2 separate regions of the Sus scrofa genome follow, and region 1 is linked to region 2. The links are chromatin contacts, called in public promoter capture Hi-C maps. All regions are on one chromosome and are shown on one strand. Each heading gives the region's core, a stretch centred on a gene start, on an enhancer-like site or on the middle of the called end of the contact. The rest is flanking DNA. Distances are from core to core; before and after follow the strand shown. Region 1 holds the start of SCARF2 (scavenger receptor class F member 2). Region 2 holds the start of SDF2L1 (stromal cell-derived factor 2-like protein 1).

The links. Promoter capture Hi-C pulls out the DNA fragments that hold promoters and counts their contacts.
Region 1: a promoter capture Hi-C map of fetal skeletal muscle shows a contact between it and region 2, with 11 times the contacts expected there. The contact joins the promoter of SCARF2 here to the promoter of SDF2L1 in region 2. A contact is called at or near these places in 2 of 5 promoter capture datasets (fetal skeletal muscle and liver) and 1 of 47 Hi-C or Micro-C datasets (embryonic fibroblasts).

The regions. Positions count from the first base shown.
Region 1 is chr14:50,811,219-50,814,418 of Sscrofa11.1, forward strand. It overlaps SCARF2 (scavenger receptor class F member 2), which reads left to right and starts at 1,943. Exons shown (of 11, transcript XM_021072793.1): 1 at 1,943-2,130. The coding sequence starts at 1,958.
Region 2 is chr14:50,249,948-50,253,113 of Sscrofa11.1, forward strand. It overlaps SDF2L1 (stromal cell-derived factor 2-like protein 1), which reads right to left and starts at 1,689. Exons shown (of 3, transcript XM_001929542.5): 1 at 1,409-1,689; 2 at 879-1,075; 3 at 1-62. The coding sequence starts at 1,595. It overlaps LOC110256815, which reads right to left. Exons shown (of 3, transcript XM_021073687.1): 3 at 1,966-2,046. The coding sequence ends at 1,966.

The DNA of each region.
Region 1 (3,200 bases), core at 693-3,192, 560 kb after region 2:
AAGCCATCCTGGCTAGAACTGGTTAACCCAGGCTCCTGGCTCCCACAGTTTGCCTGCGTGCTGGTCAGTTGTGTGGGTGCCCATGAAACCACAGCCTCCTCATCCTGGTGTTCACCTGGCACCAGGCCAGGGATGTGGACTTGGGCCTGCCCCTCAACACCTGAACTTGCCAGCAAGTGGGGGTCAGCTGTGATGGGGCAGGTGCAGGGGGCTCTGGGTCTGAGATGAGGCTAGAGACAGTATTGTCCTGTGGGCGGTGGGAGCAGCCAGACATAGGTGGCTCACAGATGGGGCTGGGTAGAGATGCAGCATCAGGAAGTCCTGGTGGTGCCCCTCCAAAAAGCTGGGAATTTGGGGTGGGAGGCAGCTGGTGGGAGGAGATGATGGGGTTTGTGCATGAACCGGCCAGCTGAGGCGAGTGCTTCTCAAGCAGGCAGCTGGGTGGACAGTGCAGCCACATGGACCTCTGCTGGCTTCTGTTGTGGCAGCCAATGGGGGTTCTGTGGGAGGGGCCCCTACATAGGGAAGGGCACTGCTGAGATCAAGGCCATGCCCAGACGGAACTGCCCAGAAGTGCTTGGTCTGTTTACTTGTCCCACGGAAGTGTTTGCATTCGTGACCACATGGGTGCAGCTTCCCCGGCCACCTTCCCCAACTTCTGCCTCCCTCCTGGACCAGCATGGCTCAGAGAGGGGACCTAATGGTGGAAGGCCCCTACCCTGCTCCTCCCCAGCCCACCTTCTTCCAGCCTGGTGGTGCCCACAGCCTTGGACCTTTTAGTGGCCCTTATTCCACCCTCCCAGATGGGCTATCCAGGTACCTGAGGCAGGACACCACCGTCCCCTCAGGGGTCTGCATGCAGCCTGCTCCCTGGGAGAAGGCAGGTGCCCCTCCTTGCCCAGGCCCTTCTGCCAACTCTCAAGTCCCCAGAAGCCCAGCTCATCACTGCTAGGACCCAGCTGCTAGCTTTCTGTTCCATCCCCTGGCTTACCTGCCGTCCCTGCTTCCCCTCTGCTTCCTGGCCTGGGGTTCCTTCTCCTCCCTGTCCCCTTCTCTGCTGCCCCTGCTCTGCTCTGTGCTGCCGCGCACCCTCCTGATGTAGTAGCGCCCATGCTTCCAGCCCTGACTCCACCTTCTGGACTTTTCCTTTGGTGACCTCCTGAAACCGACGGAATCCCTGTCAGGTCCCCAGCCCTTCTCCACACCTTGACAAGAGCTGTAGGGTCTCAGTCCCAGGGCGGTCCTGCCACTTCCATTAGTCTCCCTGACCTGCCTTCACCTCCACTTTCTCTCGTCGGAGCCCACGGGGGTGCCATTCTCTCCAGTCCATCCCTATGCTCCCCAACCTCCTACTCAGGCCTCTGGTCCAGACCGAGTCTACCCATAGGCCTCGAGCATCCGGCCCGCCGTAGCTTGCAGGCTTTGATTGCACTGATGGCACAGCCGGGTACTAGGCAGGCCTCTGGGGGGTGCGGGTGGGCAGAGGCCGGCTTGCAGCCTTGACCTGGCCGTTCTGAGGCGCTGCTGGCGGGGGCGCCGAGGGAGCTTCGGTGCGTCGCGCCTCGTCCCCACCTCCTTCCCGTCCCTGGCCTGGCCTCGCAGGGAGCGCGCAGGGGCCGCTTCTGGGGTGGGTGTCTGGGGAGGGGAGGGACACGAGCGGCGGTCGGGGATTCCCCGGGCGGGCCCCTTCCAAGTTTGCCCCCAAGTTTGCGCGCGGCCGCGTGGGGGCGGGGGCCGTGCGGAGGGGCGGCGGCGCGGCCAGAGGGTGGGGTCTGGCGCGCGGGGCGGGCGCTGCCGCCTGGCCGGCCGCGGCTGGCCCGGGATCAGGGAGCCGATGTGGAATTTCCTGCCCGGCCCGGCGCCCCTCCTGCCGCCCCCCGCCCGGCCGCGCACTCCGCTTCCGGCCGCTCTCGCTTGCGGCCGCACCCGCGCCCGCCCCGCGCCTGCCCCGCGCCGCATGGAGGGCGCAGGGCCCCGGGGGGCCGGGCCGGCGCGGCGCCGGGGAGCCGGGGGGCCGCCGCCGCGGTTGCTGCCGCCGCCACCGCTGCTACTGCTGCTCTGGCTGTTGCCCGGCCCCGCGGCGCCCCAGGAGCTGAGCCCGCGCGGCCGCAACGTGTGCCGCGCGCCCGGGTAGGAGCCGGCCGGGCTGGGGAAGGGAGCCGAAGGGGACGCCCAGGACCGGGGGGAGGGGGCGCCCGGGACCTCTCTGCGCCAAACGCGCGGGCCTCTCTGGCGGGCCTCGCCGACACCGGCTCCGCTCCAGGCCGAGCTAGGGCGCCGGGCCACGACGGTGCGTCCGAGGATACACCGGACGAGGAGACAGCGAAGGGAAAGCGGAGGACTGTGGGCGCTCGGAGGGCTGACACAGGGTGTCCGAGATTTTAGACCCAGAAAAAGGGACCCTTGGGCCGGGCAGTGAAGGCCATAAGTCAGGAAGGGCATTTCAAGCCCATGGCATGGCATGGCATGCTCAGGAGCCCAGGCACACGAGTGTGGCTAGAGCCAGGATGAAGGGACGGTGAGGGTCCAGGGGAGATGGAGCGGCGCTCCTGAAAGAAGGGAGCCGAGGAGGACTTAAGGCAGGCGAGACTCGGAAGGACAGAACAGTCTTAGGAGGAGCGGGCTCGGGTGGGAGGAAGGTAGTAACGGAGGTGGGCATCGAGAAGGCTGCGCTCAGAGTGGACCAGAAGCAGGGATCGAAAAGACAATGCCCTGCGCCGGCGCCGGCATCGGGAGGATGTGGACCTCCCGGGTAGGAATACCAGGTGTGGGAGGGGCGGCGCCGAGGTGGGGCGCCCCAAGGAGCTGACTGGGGAAGCGTGTGGAACAGGAGGGGACAGGCCTTGCCCGAGGGCGGCAGGCCCAGGACTCTGCGCAGAGGGCGAAGAGCACAGGCCAAGACCCAGGAGTGGACGCAGGGGTCGGAGGACCTGGTGGGCCCCTTTAAGAGGCCATTTCGAGGTCAAGGGCATCTCCACGCGGGGGCAAGAAGCCTGTGTGTGGGGGTGCCTTGACCTGTGCCGGGGGCGCCGGGTGGACAGGAAGCTGGAGGGGCAGCCACCGGCTCCTAGCGGGTGCAGTAGGGACGCCCTGGGCCGCAGAGCCCAGGGGGCCGCGTCCGGGGGCAGGGCGGTCGCCGCAGACAAGGGGCTGTGAGGGGCCGCGCGGGGTTTCCAAGCTCAGATCCCGAGGCGCGCAGA
Region 2 (3,166 bases), core at 439-2,938:
CAGCGCACTGTCCACAGGTCCAGGTCATCACCCTCGCCATCCTCCCCAAAGGCGCTCACCTCCTGTGGGTGCGGGTGGGGCAGGATGGGAGGACAGTAGTCATTATGAAGGGCACTCTGAGACTCCTGTAGACACTTGTCTAGCACTGCGCTCACACCCAGGGGCCTGCCTTGCAACTCTCTGAGCCTCAGTTTCCACAGCTGCAAAATAGGACAACACAACTCCTACCCCCAGCACTCAGAAGCCCCCCACCCCCCACCTCCGTAAATTTTTCAAACACCAGCACATCCCACCTCATCTGGGCAGCGACCACAGGCCCCCACAGGGCCAAGACCTTCTCCTCGCTCCTCCATGTTCCTCCTGTTCTAATCCCTCTGACCCTCACTCAGCATAAAGCCCACACCTCAGGCTGGGCTTAAGATTAAGGTTCTATTAATCTACTTTCTCTTCTGATAACCGTCCAAAAGCATCCTCTGTTCCAGCCCCACCTCCCACCCAGTTCCAATGAACTCCACATGCAAGCTCTTCCTTAGGCCTCAGAGACACTCTCCTCTCTGTGGCCTGGGGGGCTCCTCCTCCTTCCAGGCCCAGCCTGAGTTCCCCCTCCCCTGGAGGGTTTCCATTCCTCACTCCAGTGGCCATAGTGGATTCTCCTCCTCCGCTGTCGGATTGCCCCTCAGGGATGGCACTGTCTAGCTAGATGGCTCTTTCTGCCTGGGCAGAGAGCTCCAGGGGACAGGACCCTGACGCATGCAGTCACCTCGGTGTCCCCAGAGGGGGCGCTCAACAAACACTTCTGATTTGAAATTCCCGTTCCACAGAGGAAGTCGAGGCTCAGAGCCGGCGCCCGGCCCCTCACATATACTCCAGGGGCTCACCTGGTTGTTGGACAGCGGCGAAGGGAAGTGGTGCGTGTGCAGGTTCTTGCCGGTGAGCACGTGAGTCAGCCGAACCGTCTGCCCGCAGCGCACCGGAGACCCGCGCGGACACCCGCCCTCCGAGCCGCCGCGGATTTGCCAGTAGCTGTTGGCGTCGTCGGACGCCTCCACGCCGGTCACCGACTGCTGGCCGCTGCCTAGGGGGAGATACCCCACCCCCGGGGTTGCCGTCAACGCGACAACTCTGACCCTCGGCAAGGACACCATCATTTCTCCCGGACAAGCTCAACCCTGGGACCCAGTGGCTCCCTCAGCCCCTCCCGCCCGGGCGGGACTCAAGTCACCTGGTCCGAAGCTCCCGAATGACATCGCGACCACCCCGTCAAACAGCCAGACTCTGCCCCTTGGTCCGCAACTCCTTCAGTCCCTGATGATTCCCAGACCCCTGGCCGGCAGACCCCCGCCCCACCTCTGTCAGACCCCCACCCCTGGCCGCTACTGCCCGGATGCCGCAGCCCCAGCCCGCGCACCGGATCCGTATTTGATGTCGTGCGAATGCAGCCGCACCCGGTGCTGCGTGTTGAGCAGCTTCAGCACCGACCCACAGGTCACGAGGCCCGAGCCGGTCTTGGCGGCACCGCTGCCCGGCACCAAGAGCGCTAGCAGCAGCCCCAGCAGCGCCGGTCCGGCAGCTCGCCGGCAACCCGCGCTCCACATCGCCCCGGCCGGGCTCTGGCAACTCGGCCCGTGGACGCTTCCGTCTCCGCTGCCGGCCAATCGGGCTCTGACAGAGCCCACCACGGTAGCCAATCGCCGGCCTGCACGGCGCTCCGCCTGCACTGTTATTGAGTCCTTGTGGAAGGGACCCGCCCCCAGCTTTCGAGAGACGCGGCGGGGAGGGGGTTGGAGACACGAGGAGGGTTATGATTGGTCCACGCTTCCGAGGACTCACCAATGAGTATCAAGGGAAGACTGGGGCGGTGCCGAGCGGAGAGAGCTGGTGGCTCGCTCTGCAGGTGAGGGCGGCCCTCCCGTGGCCTCTGGGCCCCAGAACACCTGGTTCGCCTCTTCACGAAGGTCCTTGGCCCTAGATCCCCAGGACCTCAATCATGGTGTCTTCCTTGGGCCCTAAGTCCCGCAGCTGCAGGGTCTTGATGTTGCTCGACCACTGGATTACGTGGTCACAAGTGGACACATCTCAAAAACTCAGTCACCTGGTCCTTCAGTCCCTGGACCCCAGGATGGACTGGTTCCCCAGTCGCTTGGTCTTTACCCCTTCTCCTGCATTGGGTCACCTCAGTTCCTGGACCCTGGAGTTTCTGAATTCCTTGGCCACTCACTGACCCCTTCCAGGGCAGAATCTCATGGTCATTAGGCCGCTGGGCAGCAGAGGGAGCTGTGGTGTAGAGGATAGTGGCAGGTGGTCCCCAGAAAGCACCACCAAGCTGTCTTAGGAAACAAGAGCAGAGGGAGACCAAGTAACTGGGGACCAAGCCTCGGTTACTTTGCGTCCAGGGCTTCAGACCCATAGCCTTCTCAGAGGTCTGTGGGCTCAGTCTTCAAGGGGAGAAACTTACACCACTATTTATTCATTTGTGGAACATTCCTACGTTGACTTCACTCCAAGTCTTTCAATTCACCCCGTCTAGATGGCTCTGACTCCAAATCAGGCTGTGAGGCATCTCTCCTGCCCCAACCCCAGCACCCTCACCACCCTAATACAAGGCGCCTCCCACCCCTCCACATCTACCACCACCTCCTAGAAGAGTTCCCTGCTTCTGATAACTCAGGCCCCTCCAAGACATTTTCTACACAGGAAAGTGGTTTGTGCCTTAAAAATCATAAATTGGATCATGCCAGGTGTCTGCTGAAAGCTACCAATGGTTTCCTGTTACACTGGGAATGAGGGGATGGCAAGAACAGGGTTAGTAATCTCCCTGAAGGCAAAGAAAGGGTTCCAATAGCAGCAGAGACCCCAAGACTGAGTTGGGGAAGCCAATGTGGCTCCACTTGTAGTTTCTGGAGACTCATGGCTCCTCCTGGATGTCCCTTTTCCTGTATACCACATCCCCAGCTCACCTCATAGGTAGGTGCTCAGCACCCTCCACCTGGAGGCCACGGTTTGTCTCCAGGTTCAGATTCCCAGGCCCTACTCAAGGTGTAATAAGTGACAGGCGCGTGGGGGGGGTAGTTTGTTTCCAATCAAGTCTGCTAACAATTCTTCCCACTCTTGCAAGTGCCAGCTGCTCCTCTCCTCAAAGTATGGGGTCCCTCCCCCCATCCCCAAC